2 separate regions of the Sus scrofa genome follow, and region 2 is linked to region 1. A link is a contact called in public Hi-C data. All regions are on one chromosome and are shown on one strand. Each heading gives the region's core, a stretch centred on a gene start, on an enhancer-like site or on the middle of the called end of the contact. The rest is flanking DNA. Distances are from core to core; before and after follow the strand shown.

Region 1 (6,423 bases), core at 3,508-6,007:
CCCCTGGAAACTGCTCTGCTAAGGCCATCACTCTGCCTTGACACCCACCCTGACCAGAGACCTCACCATCTTATCCTCCATCCGTGAGCTCCCCGTCCCTGGCTCCCTGTCCTACCAGCAAATCCAGCTCCAGCTCCTTTTTCTTTCCTTATCCCTTGACCTCTAAGCCTGGCCTCCCCATCTCAGCTCCCCACTGACCAGCTCTCAGGAAGCCCTTTCTAACTTGTCCATCCCACATGACCTGCTGCTTCCCTCTGCATCTCTTCTCTTCGGAGGGGTTCAGGGTATACGTCATTCAGCGTAAACTCACTCAGCGAAGAGTTTCCCAATGCAGACTGTGTGCCAGGCAGTGCTGCAGGGGCTGGGGACACGACAAGGCACAGACTGACAAAAATCCTTGTCCCCTTTGCGTTGACATTCTAGTCTAGTTTAAACAGTGCTAGGTACTAAGAAGAAAAAGTATAGCAAAGAAGGGCTAGGAGGAGTTCCATCGTGGCGCAGCAGAAACGAATCCAGTGGGGAACCATGAGGTTGTGGGTTCGATCCCTGGCCTTGCTCAGTAGGTTAAGGATCCGGCGTTGCCCTGAGCTGTGGTGTAGGTCGCAGATGCGGCTCCGATCTGGTGCTGCTGTGGCTGTGGCGTAGGCTGGCGGCAACAGCTCTGATTAGACCCCTAGCCTGGGAACCTCCATATGCCACAGATGCAGGCCTAAAAAAGGACAAAAGGGCTAGGAGGGCTGGGCGGGGGAACATGATTTTAAATGTCAGGGAAGTGTTCAGTGAAAAGGTTAACATCTGATGGGAACACAAAGGAGGTGAGGAGGGAGCTGTGTGAATATCGGAGGTGAAAGCAACCCGGATGGAGGGCAGAGTCAAGTGCAAAGGAGTGAATCTGGGTACATTCGAGAATGACAAGGAGGCCGGCGTGGCTGGGGCACAGCGAGCCACGAGCAGAAGAGATGAGGTCAGCAGGTGGACAAGTAGAAAATGACCCCCCAAGAAATCAGGTCCTAGTCCCTGGAACCCATAAATATTACCTTATGGGGCAAAGTTTCGGCAGAAGCGCTTAAGTTAAGGACCTTAAGATGGGAAGAGCACCCCGGCTTATCCTGGAGGGCCCTGCATGTTGTTTCAAGTGTCCTTAGGAGCAGGAGACAGAGGGAGATCAGACACTCACAGAAGAAGACGAGGCCATGTGACCAGGGAGGCAGAGACAGGGGTGATGTGGCCACAAGCCAAGGAAAGCTGGCAGCCACCAGAAGCTGGAAGAGGCAAGGAACAGGTCTCCCAGGGAGCCTCCAAAGAGAGCACAGCCCTGCCAATACCTTGATCTTGGCCTGGTGGAATGGAATGCAGATTTCTGGCCTCCAGAATGGTGAGAGAATACATTTCTGCTGTTTTAAGCCACTAAGTTTGAAGTAATTTGTTATATCAGCCTCCAGAACCTAATACAGTAGGTTATTATACATTCGAAGCTCTTTACATGCTGGGCTTAAGGATTCTTCAGGCAGGCACGTGCTCAGGGTGGGCTTTGGCCCCTCCCACAGAACTGGGAGCATCAGGCGTGGGGACCATGCCCCGCCCCTGATTTCCAGCACCCCTGGGTGGACAGACCCCCTCCTCCTGCATCTCACCACAGACATCTGGGCCAAGGTTTCCTGGGAGCCCAGAAATATCACAGCTAAGGAAGGCTACCCTTCAAAGAGGGACCCTTCAGGACACAGCAGGGGCCAAGCCATGCTGAGCAACGGCACCACAAGTAGTCGTTCCAGACGGCCCTTTGCGAGCAGGATAAAGCTTGAGCTCAGCAGGGCAGCCATGTTTGTCAAAGGGACTCATGCAATGGAACAGATGTATTTTAACACCCTGGCCCAGGGGGAGCAGCCGAGGGAGAAGCGGGGCTCCTCACTAGCCAACTAAGCAGATGATGCTCGGATTATGCAAAACTGGATGTGGGTTAGACCAAGGAAGCTTTGCCCGGGAGTCTGAAATCCCAGAGCAACACGGGGGATCACTGGGGGAGGCGTGGACGGCCTTCCAAAGAGCAGCCTGATGTAACAAGAAGGCAGGGGTGGGATGGAGCCAAGATCCCACCCCCACTGGAACCTGTTTCTCTGCCCCCGACCCGACCAAGTTCCTATCCGGCTGCTGAGGCAAGGAAGAGTCCTGGTCCGCGCTGTCTCCTGTGACTTTGGCTGGGTCCTGGGAACATAACCAGTGTACCCCCGCAGATGTGAAGAGCGGCGTGGTGCCTGGCCTAGCACTGATGCTCCGTAACTACGCGGTGGAACCGAAATCCAGCAGGGATGGAGTTCCCGTCGTGGCACAGTGGTTAACGAATCCGACTAGGAACCATGAGGGTCGGGTTCGGTCCCTGCCCTTGCTCAGTGGGTTAATGATCCGGCGTTGCCGTGAGCTGTGGTGTAGGTTGCAGACGCGGCTCGGATCCCGTGTTGCTGTGGCTCTGGTGTAGGCCAGTGGCTACAGCTCCAATTCGACCCCTAGCCTGGGAACCTCCATATGCTGCAGGAACGGCCCAAAGAAATAGAAAAAAAAAAAAAAAAAAAAAAAAAGAAAGAAAGAAATCCAGCAGGGAATCAGCCCCGAGGGACTCTGGCTCGAAAAAGAGGCAGGAAGGGCTCTGAGGGTGGTCTGCCGGCCAGCACCGGGAACGCTGGCTGCAGGTGGCCAAGGCCATCATCCCTGGCCCTGTGGTGACTGTGTGACCCTCAGATTTTCCATCATGAACCTATTTGCAAATATTCTGTGCTGTTGACCAGTCCTGCTCATCAGTCCTGGAAACAGGCACTGGGCCCGGGCCCTGACACCTGCAAAGAAAGGCTGTGATGAGCGGGCTGAATCGTGTGTCATCACCACATGCTGAGGCACTGGGCTGGGAAAAGGAGGAGGCCGGCTTACAGGTAGGAAAGTCAGGGCAAGGGAAGTCTTCCCCAACAAAGCATGCCACCTCTGCCCTTGGCCTTCAGGACACTCCAAGAAGTGTGTCAGGGATTTAAGCTCATTTTTTTCCCCCAAAGGGTAACTCAGGCCTAAAGGAACAAAAGTTGATCAGAAAGGCCTTCCCCACCGGACCTGGCACCTGGGAGGAATCGGGGCCAGGGATGGGCAGGACCAGGGGCCAGGTGGAGCGGGCACCCAGGGTCCTGTCTGTCTGCACGATGAGAACACCAGCGGGGGAACTGGGCTCTAACAGTCATCCCAGCTGTGGTGAGACCACTTCCTCCCTCCAGAAAAGTGTGAGAAGACTCGCAGCAAGGAGGGCGGGGGCGACCGCAACCACCTGCCTGTGTGGCCATCGCCCACCGTGGCCCAGCGCCAGAAAAGCCCAGCTCAAAGCGCTTGGGGGCCAGCTCTGAGAGGCCAGCTGACCCGGTGGAGGGCACTCCAGAAAAGGGGAAGCATGTTGAGATTGACCTAGACAATCCTCCGAGGCGCAAAGAAACCTCTAGATAATGGTGACATCACCCGAGAGCCTTCCTAGTCCTTGCTGACTGGCCCCTCCGTGTCCAGCTCCCACTGCACCCAAGTGCTTCCTAACAGCCACCAAGCTGTCCCCCGGGCGACCTGGCCACCCTGCTCCCGTCGTGTACCCTGGCTCAGAGCAGGCAGCAGCCCCGAAGCACACCATCACTCATCACCGCATCCACAAGCCATTTCCCGAATAAGATCCATCCATCTCTCTCCCTCACCTGCCCCCGATATTTGGGGAAGCCAGCGCTCCATGTCAGACTCTAAATTGCCTGGGAACCACCCATGCTATCCTTCGTGCCTGCCTATGAGCTTAAGCCCCAGCTGAGCCCAGGGAGGGAACAGCAGGACAGGTGGCCACCTGCTTTGTTCAAAAACCCAGGGCTTTTAACCCCACCTCTTGCCTTGTAAGAAGCCTTAAGGACGCAGTGTGCCTGGATGTCTAAATGGCAGGTCTTCGGCCATGAAACTTGCAGGGCTCTTCCTTGCTTGGGTGCTGGTGGTGGCAGGGGGCGGGTGGGGGGAAGCCAAGCTGCTCGGCTGCTGTCCTTCCTGCAAGCTCTGCCCCGGGAGGGCCAGGCTGTGTCCAGAGACACATTCCACAGCTGGCTCAGGATGTGAGTTGGGGTGGGGGGCAGAAGGGAGGGCCTGCCAGAGGCGTGGATGTACCACACTGGTGTGGCCAGAAGAGAAGGCACAGAAGGGGAGGGGAGGGGTGGGAACAGCCCCGCCTCGAGCTCAGAGGCATGAGGGAAAGGCGCTGGCATCCCTTATTTTTAGCAACTTAAAAGCTTTCAAGGGCTTTGTTAGATCCTGCCTCCCTACCTCCCCTCTGCTCTTCCATCTCCCCAGAAAACCTCTCCCTCATCCCCAGTCCTTTCTGGGTGAGGTCGGGCTGAGCTGGGAAGGGGCATCTGTGATTGAGGGAGCGGCTCAGGTCTCATGGCATCAACGCCAGTGTTGAAGGAGGTAGCTTGTGCCAGGCCAGGGCGCTCAAGCAGGCATTTGAATGCAGCCCAAAACCTAGAAGCAGAAAATTCCCAGGAGGCCAGGAATGAAAGATGGGGCAGAGTGCATACTTGGGCTGGGATGCCTACGTTGATCAGAACTCTCCCATCTCCTGACTGCAGCCACAATATTGACAGGTTGCTAAGAGTTCCTCGAGGGCTGGAGCCCATCCCAGGGAAAGAGGAAAGCTGCATGGCTTGGCCTTGCCAGACCCACGGAGGCGCATCGCTGACCTCTGTCTTGCTGTGGCAAGAAGCCCAGACTTGTTACATAAAAGATCTGGCCTGCAGCTGGAGCCTGAGCAAAAACACACAGCCTAGAGCCCATGCCTCTCAATCCGGCCAGAGAACATCTGAGGCCAAGCCTGCCCTGAGTTGACAAAGAGAATGCTATCTGAGGAGTGGGGTGGGGGCTTCCTAGAAGGCTGGTAGCAAGAAATGAGAGGGATACAGGGATACGAGGATGGAGGCAGGGAGCTGCGTGGGAGCCCATGTCTGATGAAGGGGGATGCCAGCATGAGCTTACACCACTGGAAGCAACCTCAAGTCCTGCTCCTCCAGGAAGCCCTCCATGACTAGACACGCTTGGACTAAACATTCCTCGGGAAAAAGAAAGGGGTGTGTGCTCCAGGCCTGTGAATGGGAAGCATAACCTACCCCCCTTGCCCTTTTTGGGGGTGGGGGGGCAGGGATCAGCAGTGACCCGGGCTCCCAAGAAGTCGGCCTACTCTGCCTGCTACGTGGGGCGTGCTCCCCCTTCAAACCTCTCCCCAGAGTGAAAGAGCGCCATCGGTTTTTAACTGCGGCAAACTCTTGTTGGTCCAAGGTGGTGTGTTCCCAGGAGAAGCCCCCTCCTGTAAACTGTGCCAGACACTCGGCGCTCCGTTCCCTGGCCTTCATGGAGCTGGCATCCAGACTCACCAAGGCCAAATCTTGTTCTCATTTCCTGGTTCTTCCCTCCGACCTGCCAAGAACAGGACTGGGCATTCAAACATTCACTAATAACATCTGAAAACGGATCTCATTTAAAAAATAAATAAAAGAAAGCGGCTGACGACGCGATGTGCTCAGCAGAGCACGACGGGGGACGTGAGAGCAGAAAACCCTTTGCCATTTGGCCGCCACCCCACCTCCGACGACGCAGGCGGGGCAGGCACGCTCCAGCAGCGGGTGAAGGAAGGGCGGCTGGCCTGGCATCCCCCAGGATTCGGGCTGCCTCTGAGCCTGTGTTCTCCCCACCCTGTTTCCTCTTTCCTGAGAACAGCTCATTTGTTCGGAAGCTGAACAGGAATGGGTTTAAACTGCCACAAAAGTGAGAGAAGAGTTGACTCTTCAAAACGTCACTGCTGAGAAGGTTGAAGTTCTGAGTCGGATGAAGAAATACCTTTGTATAATTTCACATACAGAGTTCCCACAGTGGCACAGCGGCAATGAATCTGACTAGGAACCATGAGGTTTCAGGTTCGATCCCCACCATGGGTTAAGGATCTGGCATTGCTGTGAACTGCGGTGTAGGTCTCAGACGCGATTCGGATCCCATGTTGCTATGGCTGTGGTGTAGGCCGGCAGGCGCAGCTCGGATTGGACCCCTGGTATGGGAACCTCCACATGCCGCGGGTGCAGCCCTAAAAAGACAAAAAAAAAAAAGAACAAAGCAGACTTGCTTAACTATAAAACCATAAATAAAAGCACAAGATATGGAGTTTCCGTCGTGGTGTAGTGGAAATGGATCCGACTAGGAACCATGAGGTTGCAGGTTTGATCCCTGGCCTTGTTCAATGGGTTAAGGATTTGGCGTTGCTGTGAGCTGTGGTGTAGGTCGCAGACACAGCTCAGATCCTGCGTTGCTGTGGCTGTGGCGTAGGCCGGTGGCTATAGCTCCAATTAGACCCCTAGCCTGGGACCACTCCACATGCCATGGGTGTGG
Region 2 (7,175 bases), core at 4,041-6,540, 120 kb after region 1:
GTGTCCTCTGAGACACGGGTGCACAGAATCAGACCTTAGACAAGAGGCTCCGTTGGGCTTTGGAAGCTGGGTAACCTTGGGCAAACTGCTTGGCCTTTCTGTTCCTCAGTCTCCTTATCAATGGAAAGAGGATAGTAATTAATGGTACCTTCCCCACTAGGCTGATATGAGGCTTAAATGGGTCGATATTTACGAAGCATTTAGGACAGTGCCAGGAACATCGTATATGTTAAATAAAGGTTTATTGGAGTTCCTGTCATGGCTCAGCAGGAATGAACCTGATTAGTAGCCAGGAGGCCTTGCTCAGTGGGTTAAGGATGCAGTAGTTGCTGTGAGCTGTGGCACAGGGCGGATGCTGCAGCTCCGATTAGCCTCCTAGCCTAGGAACTTCCATATGCCTTGGGTGTGGCGCTAAAAAGATAAAAAAAAAAAAAAAAAAAAAAAGTTTTCAAAACAAAGCTGAGCCTACACACACCCCCACCCACACAACACATTTTGTTGCTTTCTTTGGAGGTCTGCCAGACCAGAGGCCATGGCCTTGAACCTACCCAGAGAAGAGACACAGACACCCTGCCTTGCAGGGTACAACCTGCTCTCCCGGCAGCCGTAAAGGGGCTCTTCTGCCCCCTCCATGGGTCACCCCTTGCATCTCCCCCAAAGTACCTACCTCCAGGGTCACTGTCACCCAGGATCCTGCTTTAGCATCGAGGGTCAGTTCCTTATCACCTGCCTCGGTGCCCACAGACAGCCCCGTGAGGAGGAGCAGGCTGAGGACAAGCAGCATGGTGAGCCCTGCTCTGTCCTGGGACTTGGGGAGCCCCTCTCAGCCTGAAGACCGCCTCTAGCAGGCTCAGGCTCGGTCACTCTCTCAGGCTCTTCTGGGCAGGGCAGGTGGGAGCAATGCCACCCGTTCTCTGTCCTCCCAGCTACTGGGGTTCCTTCAGCTTATCTGAGCTCCCGGGGCCATTTCCTGTGACACCCCTGCCCCTCCCTGGCTGGAAAAGCCAATGATAACGTGAGCTGCCCAGAAAAGGGACCAGACCTCCTCCACTGCCGCTCCCAGCTGTAGATCTCACTTGCAACACAGCCTCACCTTTGGCTGTGTTTCCTCTGTTGCCTCCGGAGGCAGGTGCACAATGGGGCAGTGTGTGGGGCCTTCCGGCTTCCTGCCTGCAAGCCCCAGGGGGCAAATGGGGAGCGGGGACTGTTTGGCTTCTCCCTTCCCCTGGAAGAGAGGCCTCTCTTCAGAACTTAGTATTCTGCCCTTGGCTCCCCTTCCTGGCCCTGAACCCCTTCCTCAGCATGCCGTGCCCTGAGTACAGAAGCACACGTCTTGCCCTAAGGGGTAAGTCACTGCTTAAAGAAAGGAGACTCCCACAAGCAGGAATTGGGATTCTGCAGAAACATAGCCTCCTGCTCAAATGTCATCAGCTCTAAACTATCTTCCCACTGCTGTCAAAGTGATCTTTTTATGTTTTTTTGTTTGTTTGTTTTTGTCTTTTGTCCTTTTTAGGGCCGCACTCACGGCATATGGAGGTTCCCAGGCCAGGGGGCCAATCAGAGCTGTTGCTGCTGGCCTACGCCAGCACCACAGCAATGCCAGATCCGAGCCCGTCTGCCACCTACACCACAGCTCATGGCAACACCAGATCCTTAACCCAATAAGCGAGGCCAGGGATTGAACCCGCAACCTCATGGTTCCTAGTCAGATTCGTTTCCCTTGCACCATGATGGGAACACCCAAAGTGATCTTTTTAAAGCCCTAACCTGGAGTTGCTGTTGTGGCTCAGCAGCAATGAACCCAACAAGTATCCATGAGAATGTGGGTTCAACCCCTGGCCTCGCTCAGTGGGTTAAGGATCTGGCATTGCCTTGAGCTGCGGTGTAGGTCACAGATGCGGCTCGGATCCCATGCGGCTGTGGCATAGGCTGGCTGCTGCAGCTCCGATTCAACATCTAGCCTGGAAACTTCTTTGTGCCACCCCAGACAAAAAATAAAAAAGTCAAAAAACAAACAAAAAAAAAAACAAACAAAAAAACCCCCTAGCTTGAACTGCCTCTCCCTGCCTACAACCTTCCAGCATCTACCCATAGGTTGCAGACGTGGCTTGGATCCAGTGTTGCTGTGGCTCTGGTGTAGGCAGGCAGCTACAGCTCTGATGAGACCACTAGCCTGGAAACCTCCATGCACCATGAGAGCAGCCCTAGAAAAGTCAAAAAAGACAAAAAAAAAAAAAAAAAAAAAAAAGAAGAAAGAAAAAAAGACTGTTATATGCCTAAAAGTCAGAGTAAAAGCTTAACCTTCTACCAGCTAAGTGGCTTTGAAAATAGTAAAAGAATTTATAAAATAGTAAACAAACCCTATATCCTCCACCCATAGCCCCTCCTCACTTAATCTCATCTAAACAGCACAACAAAAGCGTGTGGTTGTTTGAGGCAGGGCTCTTGGTCCCTGAGACCTTGAGTCCCCCGGTTCCCACCTTTACTGTCTCTGTATCTTGTTTTATGTTAACTCTTTTCCTTAAGTTCCACAGCACCCATGTTCTTCAGCCCCATCCTGCTGAGCTGGTCTCGGCAATCCTCATGCGTAAAACGAGATTATTAATAGCACATCTTTCCAAAGCTGTTTGAGGGTGAAATTGGACAATGCCCGTGGAGCACCCAGCATAGGGCAGGATGGGAATTTTTTTTTTTTTTTTTTTTTTGGTCTTTTCTAGGGCCTCACCCACGGCATATAGAGGTTCCCAGGCTAGGGGTCTAATTGGAGCTGAAGCCGCCAGGCTACACCGCAGCCACAGCAAAGCGGGATCCGAGCTGCGTCTGCAACCTACACCACAGCTCACGGCAATGCCGGATCCTTAACCCACTGGGCAAGGCCAGGGATCGAGCCCGCAACCTCAAGGTTCCTAGTCGGATTCGTTAACCACTGCGCCACAATGGGAAGTCCCCAGGGTGGGAAATATTTAATACCAGTTAACTATCATTACTGTTACTATTACTGACACTGGCCACACCCGGTGTCAATAATAGTTCAACGGTAGTTATTGAATAGAAACATTCAATAGAAAATTGAACAAGACGCAGTCCCTGACCCTCAGCATCTCACAGTCTCTAGGAAAGCAGACCTCTGGTTGGCAGATAAGCAACATTCAGTTTGCTCTGTGCCCGCATAGAGGTGGGATCGAGAGAAGGTGGCACCCCCTCACCCCTTCCCCGTCTGCCCACTTCCTGCCCCCAGATAGCGCCACCACCTGGTCCCAGACAGGACAAGAGTCCTCGCCTCCATGATCTGTCCTCTGCTGTGGCCTCTGCCTGGACATCATTTTCCACCTGGCAAACTCCCATCCATCCTTAAAGGTCTGCTTCATGGCCATCCCCTCCGTGGAGTTCTTGTCTCTAGTCCTGACTCCAGCAAGAATCAATTGGCTCCTCTCCTGCGCTTTCCCAAGAGCTCTTCCTCACAGCTCCTTGCACCTCTGCACGGGCTGTGGTCACAGAGGAGGCTGCTGAGGGGGGTGTGGAGGTGAAACTCGCTCTGCTCACTGCACCACACAGCCTGGCACAAGGCTTCAGTACCTCTACCACCCGCACCACCCATGCCCAGCAAGGTGTCTGGCTCCACTTCTCCCAGAGGGGCCAGCTGGGCTGAGGACAACCCTGCCAGTCTGCCGTTTTATGCCACGAGCGCTCTGAGAGTGGGGCGGTGCGGTATGTGTGCTTGGCACACAACAGGAGTCCAGACTGGTGAAGGCAGAGATGAAGAAGGGCAAGTGTGGTTTGGGGAGGACAGCTTCTCACACACCCTCCGCTCCCTTCCAGGAATCTCTTTGGTGAATCCCAGCCCGATGGTTTCGGAATCCCTGCATTTGCTAAAATGCAGGTTGCCCAGCTCCACGCTTTGAGATGGAGCCAACCCTGGTCTGGGAATCAACACAGCCCCCATCCCCTGAACTGTCCCAAGGGCAGGGCACTTCATAGCTCATGTTCCACTGTTGTTAACAAGTTCGCCCTTACAGGGACAAGCAGACCTTTCGATTTACAGATGGGGAAACTAACACTGGGTTTCTCAAGCTAGCAGGCTGGGCTTGCTCTAGGTTACACTGAGATTTGGGGCCAACTAGCATCCCAGGATCCCTGTCAGTAGCTTCCCACCTTCCTCCTGGGCCTTAGCCCACAACAGTTAGCAGCTCAGGGTTGGAGGCAGAGTTACAGCATGGGCCTCTGGGCAGGGGGAGAGGGTTTCCCCATTCTGCAGGTCCAAACAAGGTGGCCTTAGGACCCAAGAACACTTTTTTTTTTTTCCCCTCGTCTTTTTCTAGGGCCAAATCCGGGGCCTATGGAGGTTCCCAGGCTAGGAGTCCAACCAGAGCTGAAGCCACCAGCCTACACCACAGCCACAGCAAGGCCAGATCCGAGCTGCATATGTGACCTACACCACAGCTCAGGCAACGCAGGATCCCCGGCCCACTGGGTGGGGCCAGGGCTCGAACCTGCAAACTCATGGTTCCTAGTCGGATTCATTAACCACTGAGCCATGATGGGAACTCCCCAAAGGCATTCTTTGAACCTCTGCAAACTGGAGCCACCCCTCAACTAGTGGTGGGAAATACTTCACGGATGCCCGCCCTTAAAGGACTCTGTCAGTGCGCATAATATGTGCTCAATTAATCCTAACTTAGTTTTTGTGATTATTCGACTTCTGGGGCCCTGGACCTCAGCGCTGGTCTCCTGGCCCCGGCTGGCTGCGTGGGACGGGGTGTGGTGGGTGCACGGGAAGGGAGGAGGGTGCAGGAAGGGGCCACCGGGCAGAGGAGAGGACGGCAGGAAGAAGGAAGAGAAAATCCCAAAGGTCCGGAAGGCCGGGAGGGAGGCCGGGCACGGGTTGGAAACCGCGGCTATTTGCAGCCTTGCCCTCGGGCTGCGGTCGGGCTGGCGCTTGCGGCCCCCGGCAGCCGAGCCCGCCGCCCCGCCCGGTGCCCTCGGCCACCCGGGCACGGCCCTGGCCAGCGCGTCTCTCCTCGCCCCAACCTCGCGGCCCGGCGAAGGGTCGGGGCGCCGAGGCTGAGCAGGGGACAAGGCTGGCAGAGCGGGCGGCGCGCGGGCGGCGGGCGGACCGCGGGGTGGGTCGCGGCCGCGGCGAGGCTGCCCGGGCGCCGGGTGGGCGCGCGCGATTGCTAAAGGCTGCGGTTTGGCTAAGATTGCGGAGCCGGGAGGAGAAAGGACGCACGAGGGAGGAGAGCAGAGACGGGGGAAACACGAGCCGAGGGCGGGATGCGGGCAGGAAGCTGACGTTTCCAGAGCGCCGAATGCGTCCAAAGGAGGTGGGACGACTGGCCGGCTCCGGGAGGCTGGGTGCCTCGGGCCAGGCCGCCCAAGCTGGGAAGTGGCAGAGTCGGGAACCTGATCGGCCTCCCCGCCGCGGGCTCTTTCCCCACGACGGAGAAGGGCCCGGGCGGGAAGGGGAGCTGGGGGAGCTGGCGATCTGGGTTCCCCCAGCCCAGAGGATGCCGCCGGGACCTTGCTTCCGTCTTTCCCGCGCCCTTCCAGCGCCCCCATGTGGAGGCTTCTTCTGAAGCCCGATCCCCACCCCCTACCCCGCCAACTCCGAGTTGGCAGATCCAGGCGCCGGCAAGAGCTGAGTCCAGGTCTCAGGGTCTGTCCCTTGCATAGAGAGGCGGGAGGTAAAGGAGGGGCTGGGCCATCAGAGGAGGCGAGCTTCCTGCGGGCGGGCAGCGCCATCCTTCCAATGAAAGGGTAAAAGTAGCCGGGAGTGCATGACGGGGGCAATAGTCTTTGCACTCTGTGGATCCTTCCAGAGGCCATGACTTTACTGCGAATCTTTGAGGTCACATTCATGCATTCATTCATTGATTCTGGATTTGCTACGTACCTTACCTCATGGGCGTTACCCCAGGACACAGATGAAAGAAACAGATGAACGTTTGAACACGTTTAACAGTGTGGAAGGGGCCATGGCAAGGGCATGGGGGAAGAGAAGACTCCTGGACCCCTTGACCCACACTTGTCCTAGACAAAACACGTTGGGTTTGGAAAAGTGGGTCTCTCCAAGCACAGGTCGCAGATGGAGCAAACGAGCCTTAGCCCTCTTGTGTATGCGTGGCAGACAATTTAGCCCCAGCCTGCCTTCCTTTGGGCATTTCTAGCCTCTCAATAATATCCTGAAGGTCTCTGGGAGGCCCTGAAGGTATAGATAGCCCGGTTTCAAAATTCTGAGTCCTGAGAATGATTTATTTTTTTTATTGATGTATTTCCTTTTTAATTTTTTTCTGAGAATGATTTAAACAGCCCCTATCAGAGTTCCTGTCATGGCTCAGTGGTAACAAACCCCAACTAGTATCCATGAGGATGCCTCACTCAGTGGGTTAAGGATCCTGCGTTGCCGTGAGCTGTGGTATAGGTCGAAGATGTGGCTCAGATCCTGTGTGGCTGTGGCTGTGGTGTAGGCCAGCAGCTGTAGCTCTGATTCAGCCCCTAACCTGGGAACTTCTAGATGCTGCAGGTGCGGCCCTAAAAAGCAAAAAAAAAAAAAAATAATAATAATAATTTAAGTCAGGACTATGGCCTTAACAAATGGTAGCAATAATTACTGCTATGAATAATATAATTAAACAATAACACTCATCCCTATGTCACAGGCAAGCCAGATTAAGGAAAACCATTTCAGCTTTCCCTGACATTGTGTCATTGGATTGAGAGTTTCTTAAGGACAGGACTGGGTTTCTCCTGTCGGACCAGGAGCTCCTTGTGGCCAAGTCTCTTAGACAAGGTTCAGTGTGCCTGACCTTAAAGTTTAGGGTTCAGAAGCTTCAGGCCTGGGTGCTGAGGGAGGCGTTTCGAGTCCCCCTGGTAGGGGGACATGGTTCTGCCTCGGCCCTTGCCTGACATGTGCGGTGAAGTCTCTCCTTGTGCTTGCGTCTCCCAGCGCCTCTGTGTGATCCAGGCGTCTGGAGTCTGACCCCATTAGTGGGCGAGGAGAAGCTCATGCTTCCAGTTGGCCTTTTCTTGCTGGATCTTGGTGGGTGAGGGTGGCAGAAAAGCAAACAAGCTAATTGAAAATATAAGTACCACGTACTCTCCTGAGTTGACCAAGTGGAACCTCCAGAGCCCACTGTCTGCAGAACAGTTTGTTTCTCGGTTCAGGGAGGAGGCTGGAG

What was found. Hi-C and Micro-C count contacts between places; a contact is called where the count stands out from the background.
Region 2: a Hi-C map of skeletal muscle shows a contact between it and region 1, with 7 times the contacts expected there. The contact joins two enhancer-like sites. A contact is called at or near these places in 3 of 47 Hi-C or Micro-C datasets (heart right ventricle, mesenteric adipose tissue and skeletal muscle).

What each region holds. Positions count from the first base shown.
Region 1 is chr12:25,906,529-25,912,951 of Sscrofa11.1, forward strand. The region is part of intron 2 of FAM117A (protein FAM117A); the gene reads right to left. Among named protein-coding and RNA genes, the nearest start is that of SLC35B1, 21 kb to the left of the region's middle. Within about 2 kb of position 4,758, at least 25 of the 83 cell types and tissues checked have an H3K27ac peak or open chromatin away from gene starts, as enhancers often do. A contact at or near this core is called in skeletal muscle, where this site is marked.
Region 2 is chr12:26,023,766-26,030,940 of Sscrofa11.1, forward strand. TAC4 (tachykinin 4 (hemokinin)) reads right to left here and starts at 896. Exons shown (of 5, transcript NM_001287414.1): 1 at 668-896. The coding sequence starts at 784. Within about 2 kb of position 5,291, at least 61 of the 83 cell types and tissues checked have an H3K27ac peak or open chromatin away from gene starts, as enhancers often do. A contact at or near this core is called in skeletal muscle, where this site is marked.